Regions from separate parts of the Sus scrofa genome. Here region 2 is linked to region 1. Evidence: chromatin contacts called from public HiChIP or PLAC-seq data. All regions are on one chromosome and are shown on one strand. Each heading gives the region's core, a stretch centred on a gene start, on an enhancer-like site or on the middle of the called end of the contact. The rest is flanking DNA. Distances are from core to core; before and after follow the strand shown.

Evidence for each region. HiChIP or PLAC-seq counts read pairs in DNA pulled down with a chosen protein or histone mark.
Region 2: a contact with region 1 is called in an H3K27ac HiChIP or PLAC-seq map of alveolar macrophages. The contact joins two enhancer-like sites. A contact is called at or near these places in 1 of 47 Hi-C or Micro-C datasets (embryonic fibroblasts) and 1 of 2 datasets of contacts at active chromatin or transcription factors (alveolar macrophages).

What each region holds. Positions count from the first base shown.
Region 1 is chr17:50,363,493-50,370,763 of Sscrofa11.1, reverse strand. It overlaps PREX1 (phosphatidylinositol 3,4,5-trisphosphate-dependent Rac exchanger 1 protein), which reads left to right. Exons shown (of 40, transcript XM_021078040.1): 28 at 1,019-1,101; 29 at 1,276-1,366; 30 at 3,271-3,399; 31 at 4,991-5,032; 32 at 6,034-6,251. Among named protein-coding and RNA genes, the nearest start is that of PREX1, 180 kb to the left of the region's middle. Within about 2 kb of position 5,648, at least 2 of the 83 cell types and tissues checked have an H3K27ac peak or open chromatin away from gene starts, as enhancers often do. A contact at or near this core is called in alveolar macrophages, where this site is marked.
Region 2 is chr17:50,599,638-50,606,502 of Sscrofa11.1, reverse strand. It overlaps the pseudogene LOC110257393. Among named protein-coding and RNA genes, the nearest start is that of ARFGEF2, 29 kb to the left of the region's middle. Within about 2 kb of position 4,857, at least 10 of the 83 cell types and tissues checked have an H3K27ac peak or open chromatin away from gene starts, as enhancers often do. A contact at or near this core is called in alveolar macrophages, where this site is marked.

The sequences.
Region 1 (7,271 bases), core at 4,399-6,898:
ATGTGTTCCTTCATAGATGGACATGTGGGTGGATGGCTGGATAGACAGAAAGACATAAGTGCGATTTTGATAGGAGATCTCATCGTGACTCAGAGGGTTAAGGACCTGCCTAGTGTCTGTGAGGACGCAGGTTCAATCCCTGGCCTTGCTCAGTGGGTTAAGGATCTGACGTTGCTGTGAGCTGTGCTGTAGGTCAAAGATGAGACTCGGATCCGGTGTTGTTATGGCTGTGGTATAGGTCAGCAGCTGCAGCTGTGATTGACCCCTAGCCTGGTAACTTCCATATGCTGTGGGTACGGTCCTTAAAAAAAGAGAGAGAGATTTTATAAACTAGATTATATGTTCCTTGGAACTTTTACTCAAAGACTGAAATTTGGATTTTTTTAGCTTCTCAAAATTGCATTCGTGAATATGATACACATCCACATGTTCATAATTCAAAAGGCATGTCACCTGGCCTTCCAGTTCCTAGGCCCCCACTGTCACTGCTGCCCTATGCTGTCCCTCCAGAGGTAGTCTGTGCATAAAAATTTAATTTTAATTACACTTCAGTGTAACAGGAGAAAAAGGAGCTGAGGTAAAAATCAGATACTGCTGAACTTTAAATAAATATTTCATCTCATAAAACATGCAGCCACAAAAACTGTTCCTGGGGAGTTTTGGGAAGGAGCTTACATGTGGCAGCTGATTTAGCTGAAACAGCCAGGGGATGAATTGGGGGACCTGGGATCCAGTTCCTTCTCTCTGGCTCGCTGGCTCCTCATCCGCAGAGTGGAAGTAACAGTGACTTAAAATTGTGCAGTGTTTTGGTTCCTCTACCCACTTTGCAGGTGAAGAAACTGAGGCTCAGAGAGGTCAAGTGATTATATCGTGTCACACAGCCAGGACCGGGGTCTGTCTGCTTCCACATCTGCTGTGGGTTTGGGAGCTCTGTATCTACATTGCCTTCTTGGGAAAGAGGCTGGGAAGGTGTGCGATGGGGCAGGAGTAGTTGGTGACTGTGGTTTCTTCCTTCCAGGGGATGAGCTGCCCTGTGACATGAGGATCCCGTCAGACAAGCAGGACAAGCTCCATGGCTGTCTAGAGCATCTCTTTAACCAGGTAGGACCTTTATCCCAATCTTGGCCTGACCTTGAGTTCTGCCCATCACCCCTGGTCAGAACCCATACACCAGGAGCCAGGGCAGGGGGTGTGGGTCACGGGTCCCTGTGGGTCAAGGGTCAGGACCTGGAGGACCCTGGGAGCCACACTAACCTACAACTTGCTGCCACCCAGGTGGACTCCATCCACGCCCTCCTCAAGGGACCCATCATGAGCAGGGCTTTTGAAGAGACCAAGCATTTCCCCATGGATCACAGCTTGCAAGGTGAGCAGACAGGTATCCCCAGGCAGGGCCACGGGTGACATCCAGCATCCAGCAAAGAGAGCCTGCGATGGGGGACGTGTGCTGGATGGGGTCAGCCCTCCCCCACGCCCCCGCCCCTGGGCCATGTTCTCAGCTTTGCCTCTCGCCTTCCAAACGGCCATGGGCTGGTCCAGGGACAGTTAGCAGGTTCAGCCCATGAGCCAGAACTAGCTCATGGCCTGTTTTTGTACAGACTGTAAGCCAGGAATGATTTTTCATTATAATGAGTTGTCACAACGAAAGAAAGAAAGAATGTATATGTGCCAGAGGCAGCATGCCCTGCCCAGCCTTAATCAGTCCCTGTGTGACCCTTTACGGAAAAAGTGTGCAGATCCTTGGCTGCTCCCTGAGCCTTTCAGCGCCTCCGTCTGTCCATCTGTAACACGAGGTTAAGGACTGGAGCGGAGTTGGCTGAACCTCAGACCCTCCAGCCCTTTTATCACTTTAGGCATAGTCAGAGACAGTCACAGATCTACTGATGTTACATTTGCTCAACAATATTCATTTACTGCCTATATTTTATTGATAGAACTTGTCTGAAACAATGTCTCCCTTTAAAAAAATGTAATTTTGAAAGGAACTTATTAAACTCCCTGGAAATGGAAAAGCAGTACAACGTGCCATAAAATAATGATGACCATAAGGATAAATCCAATGGAAAGAACAACAAAAATGTGCTTGTGCTGTAGTTGGGCCACTGTTGCCTGCCCAGAGTTCTTTGTTCTTTATTCATGAGGGGGATTAGTGCATTAAAGTGCTAAGGATTTACCGCACCAAACTGGGACTTTCTCTTTGAAATGATTGTGAGAGAAGGATTTGACATTTATGTCATTCTACCTACTTTTCCGCACATTTTCCCATCCATCCGACTCTCCATCCATCCACCCGTCTGTCCTTCCATCAGTTCATCCTTCCATCCATCCTTCCACTCATTCACCTACCCACCCACTACCGTGCCCTTATCTCTGCAGCCTCCCACCACCCACTTACCCCCACCCACTTACCCGCCGTCCCCATCTGCTCACCCACCCGTGCATCCATGTGTTCATACATCCAGTAAATAATGCCCAAGAACCAGCTTGTGCCAGGCCTTGTGCTGGCACTGGGGACCATGACACTGCCCCTGACCCCAGGGAGCTTCCACTTGGGTGCAGGAGATAGGAAAGAAACAGGTAGTCTCCTAATAAGGCAGGGAGTGGTACAGAGTTGGGCTGCCCTCCTGCTGTCTCAGGAGGTCCTGGGATGGACCGTAGAAAGTGGAAACATCAAACCCAGAGGCAACCAAACCGCAAATATCTCAAAAACCTGGGACTTTGTAATGGAAGAGGCCAAAGGAGCAGGGGCCTGCGTCTGCCTGTCTGGGGCTAGGTTCAAGTCCCAGCTCTGTCACTACCCTGCTGTGTGACTTCAGGCAAGTCACTTTCCCACTCTGTGCCTGGACACCCTCCTCTGTGCCGGGAAAAGGTTACACTAGGTTACAGCTCATGTACCAGCTTGACTGGTTGTGGCTATGCAGAGGTGGTTCCTGAGAATCCTTCTGTCACTACCTTCAGGCAAAAGAATGCTGTGATTGATTTGTGAGGTCTGGTTGGTTGTACCTCTTAGGGGTCACTGCCTCAGCCTAGCAGGAAGCAGTGCTAAGATTGACTAGCGATGTCTGCCACAGGTGTGCTTCCATGAATTAGTGGCAGGCTTATCATGTATTTGCCGTCTGTGGACCAGTTAATACCCAAGAGTCCTGCAGCATCCTTGATCTAGGATTCTGAGCTTTGGAATCTAGTGGTGGGACAGAGGCCTTTGTGCCACCATTTCCCAAAGCTACCTAACTGTCCCTTTCCTGCTCTCGTGTCCCTTTCCTGCCCCAGAGTTCAAACAGAAGGAGGAGTGTACAATCCGTGGCCGGAGCTTGATCCAGATCAGCATCCAGGAGGACCCCTGGAACCTCCCCAATTCCATCAAGACCCTGGTGGACAACATCCAGAAATATGTGGAAGGTCAGTCGGGCAGAGAAGGATGCGACGTGGAGGTTTTGTGGTGTTCGGTTCCTAAAGAGGAACATGGAAGAGTCAGGAATGCCCCCCCCCCGCCCCCTGTGGCCCTGGCGCTCCAGGTGCAGTGAGAGGACGCGAGCCAGTGCCCCTCTCCCAGACGTGTCCTGCCCTGGGCGGGGCCTGGGACAGTTCGGGAACCACGGATGTGGGGTGCTGGGGACTTCCTTGCAGAGTCAGGAGGCTGGGAGGCCTTCCAAAAATTGTGGATTTCATTCATTTCTTTTGTTCATTATCAAGGTTACAAGTTGGGGCCGGGGGTGGAGGTACAGGTCCTGACTCAGGCCCATAGTTAGGTTTTTGATGCTGCGGTGTTGAAAAATGAGAATCTGCTGCCAGCGTTTATAATCCAAGATCCCACATAAAAGCTGTCTTTCTGGCTATTCTCGAACAATCAGAAGATCTGGTGATAACCGGCTCGCAATCCCACATTCACACTTGGCTGGAGCTGAGTGGTGGCTCCAGCTTGAGGTGGAGGAGGGGTGCCTTCCAATCCGCGTGGTTCCCACCACGCCCTGCGGCCTGGGCTCTGCATTACCTGCCTGGCCCTTGGCAGCATTTGAACCTGGAACTCCTGAGTTAGAAGGACCCAGGCCAGGGAGACATTTAACCAGGTCAGCTAGGCCATGACCCCAGGAACAGCACCCTCTGAGTAGGAGGGGACATCTTTGCTGGCCCTGAGCTGTCCTATTTTCCAAACTGCCATTGGTTAAGAGCATAGGCTCTGGAGCCAGATGGCCAGTGCTGGAACCCCAGCTCTCCCACTTATTGGCTGTGTGACCTTGGCAAGTTCCTTGACTTCTCTGTGCCTCAGTCTCTTCATGGGTTCACAAGGCTACCCCCCTCAGGGTTCTCGTGAGAATTAAATGAGCCAATGCAAAGAAGATGCTTAGCGCCCTGCCTGGCGCTGGTAAATCTCAGTGAGTGCACGTGGCTGTTGTCACCACACCCAGCCCTGCGTCTTGGCGCCTCCCCAGGACAGAATGTATTTCCAGAGGCCAAATCCAGAAGCCTTTCAGATTTTTCTTTTAAGCCCCTTCTGGGCCCAAGGGCCTTTATTTGAAGGAAGGAGACCAGGATGTGAGACCTGCATCTGGCAGGTGTGAGCTTTGTCTCCACGCGGGTAGGGCTTGGCCGTGTAGGATGTGACTACTGAGCATGCGTGTGAACGTATGTGACCTGAGTGGGCGCCCACGTGAATGTACATAGGTGTGTCAGTGTGTGCCCATGCACAGGTACAAGGTGCAGCTGGGGGGCTCTGGCCCAGGAGTTGGAGGGGTGGGTTTCAGTCCCCGTTTGGCGGGTGTATGTAAACAGGTGGGGTGCAGCTCACAGTTGAGCTTCCATCCCCCGAGGTCTGGGGGTTTCTGGAATCCGCCCAACGTCAATCAAAGCTTCTTGAGCATGACTGTGTGTACCCACTGTCACCACTGAGGAGTCAGAGCCCGAGGGCTGTGGGGAGGGCCCAGCTCTGTTCCCTCCTGCTCACCGCTCACTGCTCTCATCCCATCTCCCTTCTCGGTCCTTCTCCTTCCAGATGGAAAGAACCAGCTGCTCCTGGCCTTGCTGAAATGCACAGGTGAGGGCTTTTGGAAGGGCACCTGTGGTGTGCACCCACTCACGGCTGCTGGCTCTCATGACTGCAGCCCAGGGAGGCCTCTGCTGGCCAAGGTTGACCTTCCTGAGGTCATTGGGGCCTGCACGGGGGAGGCAACACGGTGGCCTCTTGCTCCTCCAAGAACTCCTTAGACCTCACTTCTTCCCCTTGTGTCCAGGGGACCAGTCTCAGGGTCCCGGAGCCAGCAGCAATGTCTCTTGCCGCCTCCCAGGCCTTGGCGATCGGGACGGGGACACGGGATAGTGCACCCTTGATTAGGGAGGCTCTTCCCTCAGCTGGGGGCTTCCTCCCCAGCAGACAGAGGGGAGCAGGGGGGTTCATGGTGGGCGAGGACAGTCTTGGAACATTGGAGGTGTTTTCAGACCCTCCTTTCCTTCCAGAAGTTCTCAGACAAGCAGCAGCTAGAATAGGATTGAGGTCAGAATCGTCTGAAAACCCATGGCCAGATTCAGTCATTGAAAATAATCCCTTCCAGGAGGTTGGGACCCTGAATGACTGCCCCCAGTTGGCCAGTCCTGGAAATCATGTCACGAGCAGGCGGCAGGGAAGTGGGGGTGGAGGGCATGACGGGAAGAAGACGTAGTTGTCAAAATAGAGGAAGCGGTAAACTGCATTTCCTAAAACATGGAGCTTGGCATCACTGTCATTCTCAGGCAAGGCCGAGAAATTTCCTAACAAATGGAGAAACAGCTGAGGGTCAGGGTTTGGGGAGAGCCTTTGGAAAATTACAAGTTTTTTTTTTTTTTTTTAAATAGGCAGACGGGTCATTCAGAGTTGAGTTTCTTAGCAAATTGGCTTGATTTTGGAGAGTTGATGTTTATGGAATTGGCCTTGGGGCCTGGGATGAATTAATTTTGGCAGGTTGGCCCCAGAGAGGTGGTTGGGTCTGGGAAAGGGGGCGTTTCTGGGCCCTGAGGTCACAGGAGCCCTGCCCGGCGGGGTCCTGCCCCCTCTGCCCACAGACACAGAGCTGCAGCTGCGAAGGGACAGCATCTTCTGCCAGGCCCTGGTGGCCGCCGTGTGTACCTTCTCTGAGCAGCTGCTGGCAGCCCTGAGCTACCGCTACAACAACAACGGCGAGTACGAGGAGAGCGGCCGGGACGCCAGCCGCAAGTGGCTGGAGCAGGTGGCGGCCACCGGTGTCCTCCTGCACTGCCAGTCCCTGCTCTCGCCAGCCGTGGTGAGTAGGGGAGGGGGCGGGCTTGCTCACCCAGTTCATTCATTCAGCAGTTATTTATCCAGCGCCACTGTTACAGGCCCTGGGGACCCAACAAGGGACAAAACAGAGAGGTTTTGTAGGTGGTCTTATATCCTAGTTTTGGGAGGCAGACATAAGCAAGTGAGGAAGAGGAATGGTATAGACCAGTGGTTGTTACCAGGACAGTTTTACCCCTGGGGACACTCAGCAGTGTCTGGGGGCATTTTGGGTTGTCACAACTACGGGAAGGGGTCGGGGGCTACTGGTGTCTGGTGTGTAGAGCCAAGAATGCTGCTAAACCCCCTGCAGCACACAGGATGCTCAGCCCGCCCCCCAGCACAGTTACCTGCCCCAGGTGTCAAGAGTGCTGCAGTTGAGAAACCCTCATACTTAGTGATAAGGGGAAAAATTAAGCTGGGAAGAGAATGAGAAGGTCTGGGGTGGTGGCAGTTGAAAGTTTCCATAAGGCAGCCAGTGAGGGCCTCCCTGAGAAGGTGACATCTGACCTAAGTGCAGGAGGGGAGGGCTGAGCCAGGAGGACACAGGGGAGGAGCCTTCCAGGCAGAGCAGCAGCTGCAAAGGCCCTGAGGCAGGAACTTGCACACAGTGTTTGGGACACAGTGAGGTGCCCATTGTGGCTGCAACAGAGCCAGGGGAGGGGAGGAGGGAGGGGAGTCCTCACTGGGGTCTGACTGTGCGGGTCTCACCGGCTGTGGTTGGAGTTTGGCCGTTACTCTGAGTGGGTGGGAGCCGGGGCAGGTTTTGAGCAGAGGAGGTCCAGGATCTGACTTTGACACTTAAAGGATCCTGCAGGCTGTGACGTGGGGAAGCTGGGAGGCCAGTGAGCAGGCTTCTGTGATCATCCAGGTGTACTTCCTCGGTGCCTATAGCATCTCGTGGAGTCCTCGAAGTGGCCCCAAGGCAGGTGCTTACCACCTGCGCAGTTTTTAAGGATGAGAACACTGAGGCCCAGGGAGCCAGGTGTGCCCCTAGGCCCAGTGC
Region 2 (6,865 bases), core at 3,608-6,107, 240 kb before region 1:
CGCATGACCCATCTGGTTTTAGCTATGCTCCCACTCATTCCCTTGCCCCGGATTTTTGAAGCAAATCCCAGAATCATGTTCCTTTATTGCAGGAATATTATTGAGGATATTATCCACCACGTTCCATGTCTTCCTCATGAAGGCCTGTGGGGAGATTTTTTTTTAAACCTCTGGATTGGTAAGAGATAAGATTTTTGTTTTTGTTTTTCTGAGCAATGGATGTGCTTTTTTGCTTAGATACTGCACTTTGTATTTGGCCGTGGATTCCTGTCTGCCATTGTCACTGGGATGCTCAGAGACACACCGGCAGCCAGACACTTGACATGTCCTGACAGTAGGCAGTTTTGTGAACCAGCGGAACTCCTGGCTTTCTTCCATTTTCTTGCCTGAAGCAGAGATTTGCAGTGGCTTACCCATTATCCGTTTTCCCGTCTTTCCTTCTAGTGCGGGTAAGAGACTGCCTTTCTTAGCTCCTTATGCAGGTAGGGTTCAATTCTGGCCAATGATAGATAAATAGAAGTTTAGGGCTGGAACTTCCAAGAAGTTCCTTAAAGAAACCTGGGGGTGTTCCCATCGTGGCTCAGTGGTAACAACCCGACTAATAGCCATGAGGATGTGGGTTTGACCCCTGGCCTTGCTCAGTGGGTTAAGGATCTGGCGTTGCTGTGGCTGTGGCATAGGCTGGCAGCTACAGCTCGGATTTGACCCCTAGCCTGGGAACATCCATATGCTGCGGGTGCAGGCCTAAAAAGACAAAAACGAAAAGAAAGAAAGAAACCTGGATTGAAGGTTTTTCTCCCTCTCATCCTCCTGCTGTCTAAATGTGGCTGCAGTGGCTGGAGTTCCTATAGCCATCTTGAGCCACAAGGTGGCCTTGAGGATAAAGCCACATTCCAAGGATAAAGAAGCAAGACACAAGAAGGAACCTATATCCTCAATTATTGTGGAGCTGTGAACCATACCATTTCAAGACTTCTTCCCTCCAGATTTCAGTTATGCAAAAGAAAAATAAATGTCTACGATGTTTAGGCCACTGTGTTTTTGTTTTTGTTTTTTTGGCCTCTTCCTTTGGCAAGTGGAAATTCCCAGGCCGGGATTGAACTTGTGCCGTAGCAGGGATCCAAGCCATAGCTGTGGCAATGGCAGATCCTTAACCCATGGACCCACCAGGGAACTCCTGAGCCACTGTTATTTCTGGTCTCTCTTAGCAGCAGCTGAGCACAATACCTATCAGATATGCTGCTCCTCATTTTTTCCTTCTCCCTGACTCCCTCCTGTATTGATTCCATCTTGTACATATTTTTATAAACCACTTTAAATCCTTTATGGACTTAGAGTCAAAATAAATAATTTATTAAACGGCAGCATTACACAACCGAACACATGGATTCTTATTTCAAAGAGCACCAACAAAAATCATTTGCAGACAAAAAGTTAGACTGTGTCTTGTGATGCCGCAAAACTGAAGTTTGAGTCAGGAAGGAAATCCGTCGCTTATTACCAGCAAGATGGGCACCACATGGAAATTCAATTTCCAACAGAGCTAGTTTTTAAAATTTGAAAAGCTGAACAAAAACGGACCATATGTTCCACTGTGGAGGGAGGGTTAGGCCGGCTCTCATGTGTTAAAACAAAGGAATATCAGATTGCCACTAGGAATCACGAATATGACCATGATATAGAAATAAAGGAAGGAGCTCTACAAGGTAACAGGCAGAGCGACAAAAAGGACTTGGCCTGGTGCCCTTGCCTACTGAGTCACCACCATGCAAAACTATGCCTCTGGTATCTTTAGGATCAGAAGAGGTTATACCGTTAACAATAATTGGTGAGTTGAGGGATGGAGGGTGGTGCTCTTATTTCGAGGAACTGTTGATCGTCCAGTGATGCCATCTAATGCATGCATATCAAAAAGTTAATAGATGTTCCCAGAGGTGATATCAAAAATATGTAGCACGAGGAGTTGCTGTTATGGCTCAGCAGGTTACAAACCCGACTAGGACCCATGAGGATGCAGGTTCAATTCTGGGCCCCACTCAGTGGGTTAAGGATCTGGCATGGCTGTGAGCTGTGGTGTAGGCCAGCAGCTGTAGTTCTGCTTCAAATTCCTAGCCTGGGAATTTCCATACGCTGTGGGTGCGGCCCCAAAAAGCAAAGCAAAAAAAAAAAAAAAAAAAAAAAAAGGCTATATTCCTAATAACCCATGTGACCACCTGGTACCAAATGAACATCAGCCCTAATAACACAGAATTTTAAATGCTTTTTTCGTAAGTAAAAGGTCTTTGTGTATGTGTGCTGTTTTAGGGCCGCACCCATGGCATATGGAGGTTCCCAGGCTAGGGGTCCAATCTGAGTTGTAGCTGCCCAGCCTATGCCAGAGCCATGTCTGAGACCTACACCACAGCTCACGGCAACGCTGAATCCTTAGCCCACTGAGCAAGGCCAGGGATGGAACCCGCAACCTCATGGTTCCTAGTCGGATTCGTTAACCACTGCGCCACGATGGAAACGCCTCATAAGTAAAAGTTTTAAAAGTGAAAACATATTTCAATATGAATGCAGAAGAATAAAATGCTGATAATAATGACTCTTGCTTCATTTTTTTTTTTTAAAGCACTTACTAAGCCCATTATAATTCACAATCTCATTTAACCCTTACAAGGCAGCCCTTGGATGTGGTCTTTCAATTACAATTAACTGAAACTGAACTCAGCTTGATTTGAGCAAACAAGGGAATCTTCTAAGACATGTACTTTTAAGTCTAGTGGGTTCAGGAAAGGCTGAATCCAGGGGCTCAAAGATATCACCAGAACTTGGTTTCCCTCTCCCTGTCTTGCTGCACTGCTTTCCCTGGCGCTTGTCAACTAGACCCTCTTTCCACGTGGTAGCTCTGGTGACAATACTTGTGTTATCCCTCTAACAGCCTTAGCATAAAGAGAGGTTTTCATTTCTAATAATTCCAATGTAAGTATCAGGACTGAATTTCATTAGGTCCACTTGGGTCACGAGCCCATCCTTGAACCAAGCTCTGTGAATGGTTTTGGAATGCTGCTGGAATGTTCTGAGGGGTCCGTCCCAAGTCCATCTTTAGCTCTGGGATGGGGCCAACACTTCCTGAAAGACAGAGGGTGAGGGGATGTCACTGAGATGCCAGAAAAAGAGGAATGCTGGGCAGACACAATGTCAGAAGTCTCCTACCAGCATCCTCGTTGTATTAATAAAGAAAGCGATGCTACTTATGCCTCATGGCTTGTGGATCAGCAAGGATGCCAGCCTGGATGGAACATAGTGAGCAAGGGGAGATTATGGGAGAGGAAGTCAGTGAGGAATCGGAGCTGGGCAGGGATGTGGATTGTGTAGCATCTGCACTTCTTGTGGACTATTATAAGAATTTGGGCTTTTGTTCTGAGTGTGATGGAAGGTTCAGAGCAGGGGAGTAAAGTGATCTGATGCAGGATTTATGTATTTATGTATGTATTTATTTATTTATTTATTTATAGGAAGTTCCCCGGCCAGGGAGTGACCCACACCACAGCAGAGACCCAAGCCACATCAGTGACTATGCCAGGTCCTTAACCCACTGAGCCACCAGGGAACTCTTCTGATGTAGGTTTTAAAAAGAATCACTCCAGCTGCTCTGTTATTCAAATGCAAAATATTATATTGCTATAATATGGACATGGGGCCCAGGCTTGGCCAACCAGCATATTCCATACCTCTGGCCAGTGATTGTATCAGGAATTAACTTGTGACCCATATCAGTTCAGCAAGATCCAGTCCAAGTGCTTCTGCTGTAACTCCTGGGAGAAAGAAACTCTTTCCACTAGGGTTGCTAAAGATCTACTTCTTGCCACCAAGAGCCACCACTTAGTAAGAATCTACTTAAGAATGAGGCCTGTGAGGGAAGTATTCCAGCAGAAGTGCCTGGCGTATATCCGGACAAAACTATAATTCAAAAAGATACACGCACCCCTGTGTTCACGGCAGCACTATTCACAACAGCCAGGACATGGAAACAAATGTCCATTGATAGATGAATGGCTTAAGAAGATGTGGTACATATCTACAATGGAATACTACTCAGCCACAAAAAGAATGAAATAGTGGCATATACAGCAACATGGATGCAAGTAGAGATTCTCATGCTAAATGCAGTAAGTCAGAAAGAGAAAGACAAACACCGCATGATATCACTTATATGTGGAATTTAAAATATGGCACGAATGCTTTGGAATGGATAAGCAATGAGATCCTGCTGTGTAGCACTGGGAACTATGTCTAGTCACTTATGATGGAACATGATAATGTGAGAAGAAAGAATGTATACATAGACGTGTAACTGGGTCACCATGCCGCACAGTAGAAAATTGACAGAACACTGTAAACTAGCTATAATGAAAAAAAAAAAAAACAACCACCACACACACACACACACACACACACAATTATGGCACAAGTGAACCCAACTACAGAGCAGAAACACACTCACAGACATAGAGGACAGATCTGTGGTTGCCAAGGGGGAGGGGGTGGGATGGACAGGGAGTTTGGGTTGGTAGATGCAAACTGTTACATTTAGAATGCATAAAGCAATGAGGTCCTGCTGTACAGCACAGGCAACCATAGCCAGTCTCTTGAGATAGAGCGTGATGGAATATAGCATGAGAAAAAGAATGTATGTATGTATATGTATGGCTGGATCACTATGCTGTACAGGAGAAACTGACGCACCACTGCAAATCAACTATAACAGGAAAAAAAAAAAAAAAAAAAAAAGAACAAGGCCAACACAAGGAAGAAAGTCTGACCTTATGACTTCCGTTGACCCCTCGGTCCAGTCACGCCTGAGTCATTCTTGCCCTGGATTTCTCAATTCTGTAAGTCAATATACTTCACTTTTCATTTAAGCCGTTTTGAGCTGGGTTTCTAATACTCACAGCTGAAAGAATTCTGAATGAGAGGACGTGTATATTGACCCCAGAGACAGATGTCAGTGTGGTTTTGAGAGGCCCTTGCTCCTGACGAGCTCCCAGCTGAGTGAGAGAGATGAAGGCCCTGGGCCTCTTTCCCTGTCATTATCTAGATTACAACCTCCTTTGACGCAGAGACAGTCTTTTACCTTTCCGTCCCTCCCCGTAAATGGTGTTCAACTGTTTGCTTGAGGCTGTGACTTCCAACAAGAAAATGTTAAAAATCCAGGGGGGCCGGGAAACCTGCCGGCCTCCCAGGCCGGATTATAGCTGAGCCTCACCCACGCCTCCGTCCCACAGACCCCCGGCCGGCAATTTACCAGGAGGTAAAAGGAGAGCAAACAAGGGAAGCTCTGTCCCTTTCTCTGATTCCAAGGAGGAGCTCACTTGATAAGCTCAGCCCTTGGCCACCTCCGCCATCTTTCATGTTGCCTTGGGTTTCATTTGTGTTCTCTCAGGGGCCCATCCCGCAGCCAATGCTGTCTCCAGAGCACCCCGGTGGCTTCCATCCCAGCCACCTGGGGCCAGGGGGATGAGAAAAGCAGTTTTCCAACCTCTGTCTTAACAGCAGACTTGGGCGGGAGCCCGCTGACCCAGGGACTGGGGATAGGATTACAGGATCTGTCACCCTCATCTGCCACCTTGGCCTCCCTAAAAGGTGTGTCTTTGTGCAGACGAAGAGGGGGAAGGGCCCCACATGCCTCTCTAGTCCCCAGGGGTGATCGAGCACAGAGGGGAGCTGGATATATTATTATGAACCATCTGATCCTGCTGTGCCCCAGTTCCCATGTCTGGTGCAGGAGGCTCCGCACAGCCTACCCACCGACCACCTGCACCCCCCGCATCCCCTCTCCCCCTCTCCTCCAGGAATCTAAGCTCATACCTCCAACCTGTTCCCTTCACCCGCCAGGCGCTTTGAGAACCCCCTGGCTTTTTGCCTCTGCTGTGCCTTCTGCCTGCGTGTCCCTTCCCCCATCCTTGCTTGGTGAGCTCCCATTCATTCCTCAAGATCTAGCTCAGGTGTCACAAGGTGACAATGCCAATCCCTCCCCTGCCTGTTCCTCTATGCCAATTGGCAAACACATCAGGATTTGTCTCTTCTGTGCTTTGTTCAAACTCCATGTCAACGGATTCTCAAGATTTGCTATTCGAGGCACGCTTTTGAAGCTCTGAGTTTTCAGCCGCACACCTGAATGGAGAAAATCATATCTGGAATCATCACCCGATTTACACAGCATCTACCCTGGCCCTGATTCGGAGCCACGTGCCGCCCTGACCTTGTTCTCTTACGTGCTCACGAAGCCATTTCTGCCCAGTCACATCCATGTGCGATCCTCCTCTAGCACCAGCTCGTGGTCACACCACCCTCCCCTTTTATCCACCTTCCCAACACAGATCAGCTTCAGTCCCTGCAAACCCAGCCCCTGCCAACCGCCCAGGCTCATCTCACACAGTTTCCCGACCTCCATCCCCTGCTCTGCCTCACCACCCAGGAATACTTTCTCCACCTCTGATGCCCAAGCCCTCTCCAGCTTCAGGCGAGGCTTTCCCATGCGCCCTTCCCTCTCTTCCCTTGTTCTTTGCCTAATTCCCACTCTGCCTTCAGGTTTCTCCTGGAAGGGCAGTTCCTCAAGAAGCCTTCTCTGAGCCCCGTCTACGGGAAACTCCCTGGTGACACACTCACGGCTCACCTGTCACTACGTCAGTTGAGCGTAGCAATCACCGTTGTCCTCAGTGTATGCCAGGATTCTTCTTTCCTTTCTCGAAATCCTTGTGATTGAGGCTCACGTCCCCCTCCAGCATCCAACTCATAGATTGATGGAGAAGATATCCCGTAGGTACCAACCCTCCAACGAGCATGTCCTGCCGTGTTTCTTAACTGCCTCAAGAGAGAC